2 separate regions of the Sus scrofa genome follow, and region 1 is linked to region 2. The links are chromatin contacts, called in public Hi-C maps. All regions are on one chromosome and are shown on one strand. The core of a region is the stretch at or near the end of the contact, and the rest is flanking DNA. Distances in the headings are between cores, read along the strand shown.

Region 1 (5,802 bases), core at 3,133-5,632, 760 kb after region 2:
CTGCCTCTTCAACTTTTTTACTTTTTCCATTTTGTTTCTTTCCCATTTTTTGCTAAAACAAAAGAAAGATTTAAGAAATGTCTATTTTTTAAACTTTTGAGTACATTTTAAAGGCTAAATTGCTTATACTACAGTTGCATCTCAGACCTAAATTTTCACTTTTACATCCCAGGGTAGACATCTTCTGAAAAAATAAAAGTTAACAATCAATAAACGAATGCTTAATCCTGTGGGTTGAGCTCAAACCCATCACCCACTACCCTTCAATGAAATAAAATAAAAAACATTTTTGGAAAAAACAGTGTTTTATCTTTCCTAGTCCAATTTCTTTTTCTTTTGTCTTTTTAGGGGGCCACACCTGTGACACATGGAAGTTCCCGGGCTAGGGGTGGAATTGGAGCTGTAGCTACTGGCCTACACCACAGCCACAACCAAGCTGCATTTGTGACCTATACCACAGCTCACAGCAACACCAGATCCTTAACCCACTGAGAGAGGCCAGGGATTGAACCTGCGTCCTCATGGATACTAGTGGGGTTTGTTACCACTCAGCCACTATGGGAACTTTTTGAATTTCTATACAGTCTACAAGACTAAATTTAGTAGTTTTCACTAACTACAAGACAGCAACAACCTTCATATACAGAAAAGATAACTGCAAAATAAAACATGGTTCAGAATCTTGATAGCAATTGCAGAGTCAACCAAAGAGACCATGAATAGGTTAGAAAGGATGAGATCATTTCCCCATGATCTCTGTAGGTTACATTACTGACCGTTTGCACTAAACCTATAATCTTGCTCCAAGAAGCCAAAATGGCTAGATCATTTTAATTCTCTAATGTGAGAAAAATCCATCTTTCTTGGTTTAAGAGAAAGGAGCTAAACTGGTAGCCAATGAATTAAATTTAAACAAGTTTTTAATAAACAAGTTTTTAGGTTAGTTTTTAAAGTTTTCTTTGGTATAACATTATTTGAGAGAATCAGGAGACCAAATTCCACCTATTTTCCATTAAGTCAAAACAGATTTGTTATAAGAGGACTGGAAATGGATACACTTAAAAAAAATGGAAATAATTAGAAAACATTGCATGTTCATCTTAAAATCATTTCATCTTAAAACAGATATTAATAAAAAAATCTTAACTGCTTAGTCACTGAAATCATCCAACATAGCATGCAAGCAGAAAAAAATTGCAGCAATGCCTCAAGATTGCAGAAGACATTTAAAACTATGTGATGTGCCTTTTCCATTGATGGGAATAATTTATGCCACAGAGACTCATCGGATAGGCTTTATATTTCGTATTTCAATGTTTCTCAGGCTATCTAACTTAGTGCAATATAATGACGGAACAAATTAAAAATCACCAACTTGTCCTTTTAAGTATGAAACCCAAACCAAATGTTTTGCTTTACACTCACCTTTAAGCACCTGTGACTACTGCTAAAGCAACACGTTAGAATTAAATACTGTGGGCACTGTAACTTTGAATTTTGTGCCTTTTATGTGACTATTTCATTAGTTGTGTTAAAACTTATATAACTTGACAAGGCTGAATACAGCTATGTTTATACACATTTGTAGAACTTTTAATGAAATCTAAGAAAATGTTTAAGATGCTTCTGGAGAGAAAAAAGGTAACTGCTCAAAAGATCCAGAAGATCTAGGCTTCTCTCTTGCCTGGGTATATAATTTTTTTCGTGTCGTGTATTTAGAAGAAAAAAAGACCACATACTTACGCAATGATTTAAATTTAAAACCGTTCTGTATTTTGGAATAAGTCTGAAATATGACAGTGACCAAAGTTAATTTGAAAAATTTAAAGCTTTTGTCTCAATCTAAGTGTATAAGTTACCCCTTCTTTAACCTGGGCAATACTGAAAATACTTGCTTTCTCTACAATTCAGTATAAAGTGATTTAGGGAATAATGTCCCAATCAACAAGATCTTAGGCTTTGTCTGTCTACACATTTATCATTCTTCCCTGTCATATAGATTTGCGTATCTTCAAGATAAAAACATTTGGTCTGCCGCCATCCCAAGATTAGGTTTCTTTAAATGACTTAAGACACTATTAGGCCAAGTCAATAAGTATTTTAATGTAATAATTTTGTTTTTGCCCCAACTCTCCTCAGTATAACGGGGGGGGGGGGGGGGGGCGGGGGGGCGGGGGGCGGGACTGGGACTATACTATGGCTGTAACTTTCTCAACCACATAGATGCAAAGTTATAATTTTAAGGGGAAAAAGCCTGAGTTAGATCCTTACACATTTTAGGTTTTCATTAACTTACCAATGTAGTTTTATTGGAGGCCATTTTTTATTGCAGACTTGAAGAGCTATTACTAAAAAAATGCATAACAGTTAAAGAAGTTTGCAAAGACACAAAAAAAGGTAGCTAAACACAAGTTTTGTTTGGATTCCAACCCCCACCTAGTAGCTCATATTATCAGACATATATAATATGGATATTATACCAATCCATAAACAATCAGATTTAAGCTTCTGTAAATTAGTAATACACGCCTCAGAGTATATATATTAGTGTTGTAACCAAGTACCCAGAGAACCTTACTAGGGTCATTGGTACCCGAGAAAGAGTCATATAGGATTAAAAAAAGAAAAATTTTTTTTCCTAATCCAAATCCCATTTACAACCACATTCAGCAAATAGATACTGACTCAGAATCAACTGCTCAAACGATCACCATAATAAATTACTGTGAATTTTTTCTCTAGACCTCTTAACAGTCCAGAGCCGCCTAGGTAATCCCAACTTGGTTTCTTTTTAGAAACTCTCCCTTTTTCCAATCACTAGTTAAATAAACTAAGAGAAAAAAACACCCCAAAATGCTCCAATCCCATTTCGTGCCACTTCTGAAAACAAATCACCTCTTTCCGGACGTTCAGCCGCTGCCCTTAAGCCCCAGCCCCACCCGGCTTAATAAGGCCTTCGAGCCCGGCCCCCGCCCCCCACACGCGAGCGCGGGCCGCATGGTCAGCGCATCCGCGGGGAGAAACAAAGGCCGCGGCGCGGGGGCTCAAGGGCACTGCGCCACGGGGCCCGCGCCTCCCCGACCCGAAGGCGGCCTCGTAACGGAGCGCCCGCCGCTGCCTCCGGACTTCGGGCCGCACGGATGCGGGAGAATGCACAGCCCTCCCTGGAGGCCCGAGTCGCCGACCGAGTCCGGGAGAGGGAGGAGGACCCCTCATGTAGCTCCGGGATGGGGGAGGGGAGGAAGAAACGCGCTTTGTCTACAAATAAGGCAGCTGTCGCCACAGTTCTCAACCTCATAACGAGCAGTCTCGTCCCCTCGACCAACTAGAGACACCGGCCCAGCACCAGGCCCACCGCGGGGTCTCCATTCGCCTGTTTCCTTCCCGCCAGCTCCGACTCGGGGTCGGGCCGGGAAGGATGGGAAGCGGGGAACTGGGGGGAGGGTCTCTGGGGCGCAAGTGGTATCTGAAGCAAGACCACGGAGTGAAAGGTAGGGGAAAATAAAGACACCGACTTCACCGCCTCAGAGCTGCTCCGGGTCCCAGGTCTGCGGCGTCCTCGGCCCTGCGCGCCTCTAGCTCCAGCCACATCCGAGGGGGAGGGGGCTGGGGAGCTGCGCGCGGGGCCGCGCCGCTGGGGGTGGGGGGGGTGCGGGGTGGCACCGCCCACGCCAGGCGGCCGCTAGGGGCGGGGGTGAGCGCGCGCCCCGCGGGGGGGAGGGGCCGCGCGCCGCGCTTTGCCCGCCGGGAGCCCGAGCCCGAGCCCGAGCCGAAGGGTGGGTGGGGGAAGGAGGGGGTGGTGACACCGGCACTCACCGTTCGGGGCGTAGCGGCTGGTGGTCCCCAAAGGGGAGGGAAAGAGAGGGAGGAGCGGGGACTGTGACCGGAGTCTCCTCGGCGGAGGCGTTCCTGCTTTGCAGCAGCTGCACTGGCGCCAAAACAGGACTCCGCCCACTTCCTAGTCCCTGGGGTTGGGTGCCTCCAAATGCTGGTGGTGGGTGTAAAACTTGGGTGGGAGGACTCAATTAGGAACTAAGAGTTAGATTACCCTGTCCAAAGACCTCCTGAACCCGAGAGGTTGACCCCAAAAGCGTTGTCCAAGGTTAGGTAGGTGAGGCGTGAAATGTAACTTGTTGACCACAAGTCGCTTCGGGTGTTTCCGGAAGAGGCCGAGTCTGTCCTCAATTCAGGGAGGAGGAGGGAAAGCGCTGTAGAGAAGGCTACAAAGATTTTTTTTTTTAGAGACGGGGGGCGGTGGGTATTGGGATTATCAAAGCGTTGCTCTAAGGACCACCTTCCGGGTTGAGGGGCTGGACCTGAAAGCTGAGGATTAAGCTCCTCCCCACAGTGTTAATTTCAAACTGCGCGACCGTTTCTCACCTGCCCTGCGCTAAAGCTGGGCGGGGGGCGGGGACTGGACTTAATTCCGAGAGAGAAATACGCAGGGCTCGAGCCTTCCGCAATTCACAGAGCCCTTTTACGCAAGTGACGTCAAGCACCACTGTTGGCTGCGAGGAGGGAGGGGCACGTACTTGGCGCAAGGAGGTCGTAGAGCGTTCCCGCCATTGGCGGCGGTTAGGGCGTTTACGCAACGGCCTGACGTAGGGCAGGACGCGTTAGTCGGGGGGAAGGTTCTAGAAAAGCGGCGGCAGCGGCTCTAGCGGCAGTAGCAGCAGCGCCGGGTCCCGAGTGGAGGTGCTCTTAGCGGTGTTGTTTCTCGAGCAGCGGCAGTTCTCACTACAGCGCCAGGACGAGTCCGGTTCGTGTTCGTCCGCGGAGATCTCTCTCATCTCGCTCGGCTGCGGGAAATCGGGCTGAAGCGACTGAGTCCGCGATGGAGGTAACGGGTTTGAAATCAATGAGTTGTTGGAAAGGGCATGGCGAGGCCGTTGGCGCCTTATTGGAAGTCGGCCACCCGCCTCCGTGGGAGAGCGGCAGCGAAATTGGGCCACTTCAGAAGCGGTTGGTCTCGGGGTACTTTTGAAGGGGGGTCGTTAGCGGAGGCCTGATCGTTCCGCACCTTCCCCACCCTCAGGCTCCCGGCGCCATTTCCCTTTGCTGGGGGTGGGGGATGGGGAACTTCCACATGGCGGACGCAAGCCGACTTCGGTGGAAGTGGGGCGCGGAGGCGGGAATTCTTACTCCCTTTTTACAGCACGCTGGTTTGGGGACCCTGGCGTCCGCGCGTTGGAGCGTTTCGGCGGGCTGCGGGTCCTCGCGGGCGAGGCTGCGGCTTCCCCTCCCCCCCTCGCGGGAACCGGATTTGGCGGCCGCCATTTTCGTTTCTCCTCTTTCTCGCAGCGTTTTCCTTGTAACTCTCTAAATTCAGCTAGTTTGAGTCTTTTATCAAAGAGTAGAGGTGGTTCGCCGGTTTTTTCTCCTTTTCGGGCCGTTTTCATGCCGTTTCGAGGTGGATTCTGAGGGTTTGGGAGCCTGGATCTTTAAAGTCCTGCGCACCTCATTAGAGGCTCGCTGCCTTCCCCTCGATGAAATGGCGCCATTGCGTTCAGGCGCCGCACCGCAGGGCGGGGGGAGGGGCGGCGGTCGCTCGGCTTCGGAGGTAAAACGATCTAGGGTGTCGGGCCCGGGTTTGAGGCGAGCCATACGTAGTACAAAGAAAACGTTCTGTTTTTCAGCCCTTGTTCCTTTGCGTAGCGGTTTTAGCTGGGTTTGCGGCGATTAGGAAGGCGGTTACATGGCAGGAAGCTTTAGAAATGAAAAACCGAAATTCGGAGCCATCAGGGTCCTGTAGGTTATGCGGGAGGTCGTGGGGAAGGTGGTCTTCGGGGGTTGGGGGGGGGC
Region 2 (6,383 bases), core at 2,616-5,115:
GTGTGCCAGATGAGAAGAGAGGAAAGGGAACAACTGTGGTGACTGCTGTTACAGCAGTGCACACTTCAGCACATCTGGGCGGGTGAAATGAACAAAACGGATCGCTGCTCTACTGCTCACCAAGACAGTTCTGAGTCTCTTTGAGAAAAGCCTGGTTATAGTGCTCTTGGTTTAAAACGTGCCACACCTTAGAAACATGTCAGCTTCAAGGATCACAGACACCTCTTAGCTACCTTTTTCAGGTAAAAGAAAAGATCCCTGCAGAAGTTATTGTTTTTAGAGTGCTTACTTTTTTTATTTTTTAATTTGGAGGATTTTAATCTTTAGGCCTCTTGCACAATCCTGGTTAAAATTCATGTCTCATCTGAATGTGAATTTCAATTCTTATGCCTGGGTTGGCTTCGCTAGCAGAAACTACTACAAGGAAATGACCCCCAAACAATTAATTGGTTAAATGCCTGATAAAGTACTGCTACTCTAAAATCCTTGGCCGAGTGTAGGTGGCGGGGGAAGCCCTCAAATGCCACCATCAGGCATTTTGAAATGCAGCCCCTCAGCTCTGTGCTCCAGAGACGTGCTTCAGATAGGGAACAGTCAGTCTGGGGGACTCTGGCTCTAGAGAACAAAGGACAAATACAGTCAATACATTCCATAACGTTTACATTTCCTTTGCTCCCCCCACCCCCACCCCCTTGGTTTTCCCTGAGAAGGAGTGACCTGGGCAAAGCACCCTGCTCCCTAAAAGACACTGTATAGACCTTTTAGAAGCGCAAAGTCCAAGGCCGAGGTGAACTTCAGGTCAGCGCGTCTAACAAATATGAAAATGTCGGCTGGTGAAGGGCGCGCCTTGTGATTTAACAAAGACTGTCAATGCGTAAGATTAATAAGAAACAAAATGCACACGGTGTCACTGTTCGGTCACTTTGAAACTTGGGACAGGGTTGCATTCAAGAGGGGAGGCTGTTCCAAATATATTCAAAATGATTCAAATCAGATTCAAACTAGGCTGCAAAACCCTGCCTCCCTCTCACCCTCCCCTTGGACTCCCTTCGTTCTCCTTCTCCATCTGGGATTCAAGGACCCGATGAAAAGTTATTTCACTTAATGGGATTGTAAGAAAGCTTTTGTTGGGAATATACGTTATCCCTGCACGTGGAAATGAGCAAATGTGCTTACCAGTTTCCCAAGAAAAGGATAATGCTTTCACCCTGCTTGGGACTGGAGCCAGTTGGTGTGCGAAGATTAGCACGCTCCCTCTCTGCTTGATGTCAGGGCATCCCATCTTTTTCCGGGCGAGATGCTGCTGGTAAACTTCGGTTTATTTATTAATTGAGTTAGTTTCTTCCTGGCTTTACTTTGGTGTCTTGGATCTCATGCGAAGGCAAGAGGTCTTGTTTTGTTCTGTTTTTCAAAAGATTATTTGATTCAATGGAATGATGCTATGGCTTGCAAAGAGAGATTGTGGAAGGATCAGAAAAGGTACTGAGATTGTTTATTACAGCCATAAATCTTGCAGTAAAATGTCAAAATGTCGGTGTGTGAGATAACACTTGGTGGTCCTGGCTCCGTTTGTGTTTATGATAGGAACCACAAAGACAAGTTACAGGCCTTGGGGGGATTCTGTGTAAGCCCATCTTCCTAAAGTAATAGAACCACATGAAACACAGGCACAGTTAACTCGTTTAGGTTAACCATATACAAAACAGTGCCCGAGTTTCGTCAATACGTTAAAATAGAAACGCAGTAGAAGGTTCTGAGGCTAAACAACATGAATTTTCTGTTTTAGTGTCTGTAAATAATATTGAACAGACATGGTTAAGACCCTAGTACTCAAGGCCGATGACATGAGGAGAGGGGCAAAATTTCCTTGTCATGTTTTTTCCTCCCTGAAGCTTAGAGAGCTCAGTTTTGTAAATTACATCGTGTGTGTGTGTGTGTGTATGTGTATTACTCACGTTATATGGCATATATGTGTATATATTATTTTTCCTGCTGTAGAGAGATATTGGTTTAGGCAACTGTATCACAGACTGGATTTTCCCCCCGAGCCTAGAGAGGATGTCTAAAGATTACATTCAGTGTTGATTTCTCTCTGTGGCTCAGATTTCATTTTAAAAATTTTTCAAGGTGCCCCATGTCGATGGACAGCACTCTTCACAGACACACATCCAATGTGGAAAACCTCTTTGTACCACTTCAGGGTGATTGCAGTTAGAAAGCTAACATGATCCCTTTTTTAACCTCTTTTCCTAAATTAGTTTAAAGATTAGTCCCATATAATAGGCTTTATGTGGCTAAGCATTAAATGACTATCCATCAAATGGATATATTCCAGCATTTAGTAACTCCTATGAGTAACCGATATAAATGAAGATAGAACTGACATTCCTTTTGAAGTGTCTCCAGACTTAAGCTATAACTTTCCTTGTCTGCTTTCCAGACTTAGTTGTGAGAAGGCTGTTTATACTGTTCTTTGAAAAAATCAACTAAGGTGCACCAGCTGAAAAATCTTTGCTTTGCTTGCCCATATGAAAGTATTTTTAGAATCGAGACTATGCTAGTTTGCACTGCTTTAATCTGCGATGAAAAGTAGGATCTAGGTGTGTCTGTTAGAAAAGGAAACGGAAAGTACACACTACGATCGTGTAAGGCATCAGTATTTACTTCAGAGATCAACATTAGGTATAATTAATATGTAATTCATTTGTCAATAACGGCAGTTAATTGACCCATCATATTTCAATGACCAAATGGCAGGCAAAAGTCCTCTTTCTCTACTTTCCAGAGCTGCCGATGTCGTTAATATGCTAACTTTCAGTAATTCAGAAACTCTAGACTGTTCTTAAATATACCTTTTCGTGTCAGTCTGGAAAAGCTGAGACAAAAACATTCTCAGCGGGAAAAGACCGGTGGCACAATGCCTGTGCTATCCTTAGCTTGTTTTTGTTTGGGGAGTGTTCTTTAGTAGGAAGATGTTGGTTTCCATGCTGTATTTTGTGGCGGCATCGTCGCTTCTATCCATCCCCATCGTCTCTCTCACAATTGCACCTATTAAATTCGAGCATGTTTAATTCTGAATGCCACTTCCATCAAATGAGATGCTATTAGAAGGTTCTCGTTTTTCTTAGGGAAACAACCAAATAGATTCTGCTTCTAAAAAATAGAAAAAGAAAGAAAGAAAAGTGTTCATTCGGTTATATTGGAATAGCTTTGCTTTATTTCCTGGGGCCGATTTCTCTCAGCTGCTCACCCACCCACCCTTTTTGGCTCGTGCATGGCTTCTCAAACAGGGAACGTCGGGGGGCCCCGGACACAGCGAGCCTGACGTGGGGAAGGGAATCAGCTGGTAAGAAAACCGGTCAGTTGGCCTCATTCCAGGGCCCGGATAAAAAACAGGACACCCCCTTAGTCCTGGCACCATTCCCTCCCCCAGGCGGCCTCGAGCCCAGGAGGCCGCCAGGTCAGGCTAGGCTGGGCCCCGAGGTCAGCGCTGGGCCGCGGCCGCCTGGCTGCCCCGAGGCCTAGCCCGGAGTAGGGCACGCATGGGGCCCAGTCTGGGCATCTGAGAGAACCAGAAGCCTCTGGTTCCCAAATTCCCACAGGGACTCAAAGTTGGGGCGTGGGGGCGGGGTTGGAGGACCCAAGCGCCAGCTACCCCCCTCTGCTCAGAGCGGGACACCAGCATCCATCACCCGCCGGCGCGCTTCCTGATCCGGGTCCGCGCGCGCGGCGCGCACATTGGAGGGGGCGGATCACGTGGAGGTCCTGGGCGGGGCGCGCGCGGGGTCGCGACGGAGCGCGCGCGCGGGCGCGGGCGGGGGAGGAGCGCGAACTTTGGCGGCGTCGGCGGCGGAGGGAGGGGGAGGGGTGGGCGCTTGACAGCGGGGGAGGGGAAGGGAGCAGAGGAAGGGGGATGGGAAGCGAAGCGGGAGGGGGAGGGGCCTCGGCGAGCCCAGAAAAACGACAACGCGAGAAAAATTAGTATTTTTGCACTTCACAAATTAATGACCATGAGCTCGTTTTTGATAAACTCCAACTACATCGAGCCCAAGTTCCCTCCCTTCGAGGAGTACGCGCAGCACAGCGGCCCGGGCGGCGGAGACGGCGGCCCGGGCGGGGGTCCCGGCTACCAGCAGCCCCCAGCGCCCGCGGCCCAGCACCTGCCGCCGCAGCAGCCCCAGCTCCCCCACACGGGCGGCGGCCGTGAGCCCCCCGCCTCCTACTACGCGCCGCGGGCCGCCCGCGAGCCCTCCTACCCCGCGGCCGCGCTCTACCCCGCGCACGGTGCGGCCGACGCCGCCTACCCCTACGGCTACCGCGGCGGCGCTAGCCCCGGGCGGCCGCCGCAGTCCGAGCAGCCCCCGGCGCACGCCAAGGGTCCCGCGCACGGCCTGCACGCGACCCATGTCCTGCCGCCCGGGCGGCAGCCCCCGCCGCCGCCGCCGCCGCCTCCCCCGCAGCATCGCGCGGCGGCCCCCGCGCCCCCGCGGCGCTGCCAGGCGGCTCCTGCCACCCCGGGCGTCCCCGCAGGGGGCAGCGCCCCCGCGTGCCCGCTGCTCCTGGCCGACAAGAGCCCGGCGGGCCTGAAGGGCAAGGAGCCCGTGGTGTACCCCTGGATGAAGAAGATCCATGTCAGCGCCGGTACGTGGCGCCGCCGGGGAGGCGCGGGCGGGTGGGCTGGGGCCGAGCCCAGGCTCCAAGGTCGGGGTGGGGGTTAGGGGGAGAGGCCGAGGGGAAGGGGGCCTCGGGAGGGGAGCCCCCAACTGGCCCAAGCTACTGTGGGACGTGGGTGTGTGTGCGCCAGCCAGCCGCCAGATCCCAACGTGAGAACCCTTTTGTACCCGGGGTCCCTTTATCGGGAGATTTACGAGACGCCAAACTGTTAGGGCAGTAATTATAGCCCCCATAAATTTAATTGCCCTGGCAGAGGCTTCAGGCCATGTGTCTTTGAAGCTTTTCTTCAGCCCCAATGCCCAGCACCATTCTTTATGGCTCTCGGGTGTTTCCCGTTGTCAATAGCCTGTGAAACATTTTCTTTGCAGTTTTATGTATCTTGCGTGAACTTGGTGTCAGGTTATTATATAATGATGATGTCCAATTGCTCTTCCCCACCCCACCTTCTCTCTCCTCCTCCTTTCCCTCTCTTCCACTCCGTCTTCCTTGGCTTTCTCCATCGGGGTTATGGGCTTTCAGTCAACCCCAGTTATAACGGAGGGGAGCCCAAGCGCTCCCGAACCGCCTACACCCGGCAGCAGGTCTTGGAGCTGGAGAAGGAGTTCCACTTTAACCGCTACCTGACCCGGCGGCGCCGCATCGAGATCGCCCACACGCTCTGCTTGTCCGAGCGCCAGGTCAAGATCTGGTTTCAGAACCGGAGGATGAAGTGGAAGAAAGATCATAAACTGCCCAACACTAAAATGCGATCCTCCAACTCAGCCTCAGCCTCAGCAGGCCCGCCAGGGAAACCACAAACTCAGAGCCCGCACCCGCACCCACACCCTCACCCCCATCAGGGCGCCTCCACACCCATTCCCTCCTCCATTTAATCCTCCAGGGCTCTAGACCAGTTCTTTCCCCCACCTGCTTTTCTCATCTCTTCTGCCCCCTTCCCCATCCACCCCTTCCCATCTGGACCACACCAGACCCCAAACAATACCCAACTTGGTGAAAAGGATAATAAAAAAGAAAGACATTATCCCAGTAAGAGTGTGAGCTGGGTTGCCACCCAGGAGAGGACAATGGCCCAGATGCTGGCTGGTGGAACAACCTGCTGGCCTGAACAAGGCTGCCAGGTTTGGGTACCTGAGAAGGACCACTTGGCATCAAATACTTTTGAGACAGGTACAGTCAGCGGCACAGCCCATGCCGACTGGGGTCATGTACATGTATATTCCTGGCGAGCAGAAGAAAACAGACCCTTTTCCTGTCTTCTTACCTCCCCCTCCTTCATTTTGGCAGCTCATACAAGCTTGTATTGAACTGAATAAATGAGTAGATTGTTGTGGACCTCACAAGATTATTTAATTCTCAAAATGTATAGACCTCGATGGTAGATGTGACCATGTTAGCTTCCCTTCCTTTCAATTTATTTAAAATATTGTTGTGGAGATACTGTTATCTTATTCTGAGACACAGTCTTGGGGGAGGGGAAGTGCATTATAGACCCATGTGCAACTGTACAAATTGTGGTGTGGCTCTGTAGAAAGCCATGTGCTAAGAATAAACTCTGTTTAAAAAAAACATTAAAGTTCTAAGACATATTTGTGTGTTTTCTCCTTTTAATCTAAAAAAGTTCTCTGGATTAGATACTTGACCTTGCATGTAAAAATCCTATAGGATGGCTTGAGTCGTGGGCACTTGGACCGACTGCCCATGCAATTTGT

What was found. Hi-C and Micro-C count contacts between places; a contact is called where the count stands out from the background.
Region 1: a contact with region 2 is called in a Hi-C map of skeletal muscle, with 7 times the contacts expected there. The contact joins the promoter of HNRNPA2B1 here to the promoter of HOXA4 in region 2. A contact is called at or near these places in 1 of 47 Hi-C or Micro-C datasets (skeletal muscle) and 1 of 2 datasets of contacts at active chromatin or transcription factors (skeletal muscle).

What each region holds. Positions count from the first base shown.
Region 1 is chr18:46,200,782-46,206,583 of Sscrofa11.1, forward strand. HNRNPA2B1 (heterogeneous nuclear ribonucleoproteins A2/B1) reads left to right here and starts at 4,383. Exons shown (of 13, transcript XR_002340389.1): 1 at 4,383-4,840. It overlaps CBX3 (chromobox protein homolog 3), which reads right to left and starts at 4,333. Exons shown (of 5, transcript XM_021078986.1): 1 at 3,817-4,333; 2 at 1-52. The coding sequence starts at 46.
Region 2 is chr18:45,439,403-45,445,785 of Sscrofa11.1, forward strand. It overlaps HOXA4 (homeobox protein Hox-A4), which reads left to right and starts at 3,866. Exons shown (of 2, transcript XM_003134841.4): 1 at 3,866-4,641; 2 at 5,194-6,260. The coding sequence starts at 4,005. The coding sequence ends at 5,546. All of the region lies in intron 2 of HOXA3 (homeobox protein Hox-A3), which reads left to right.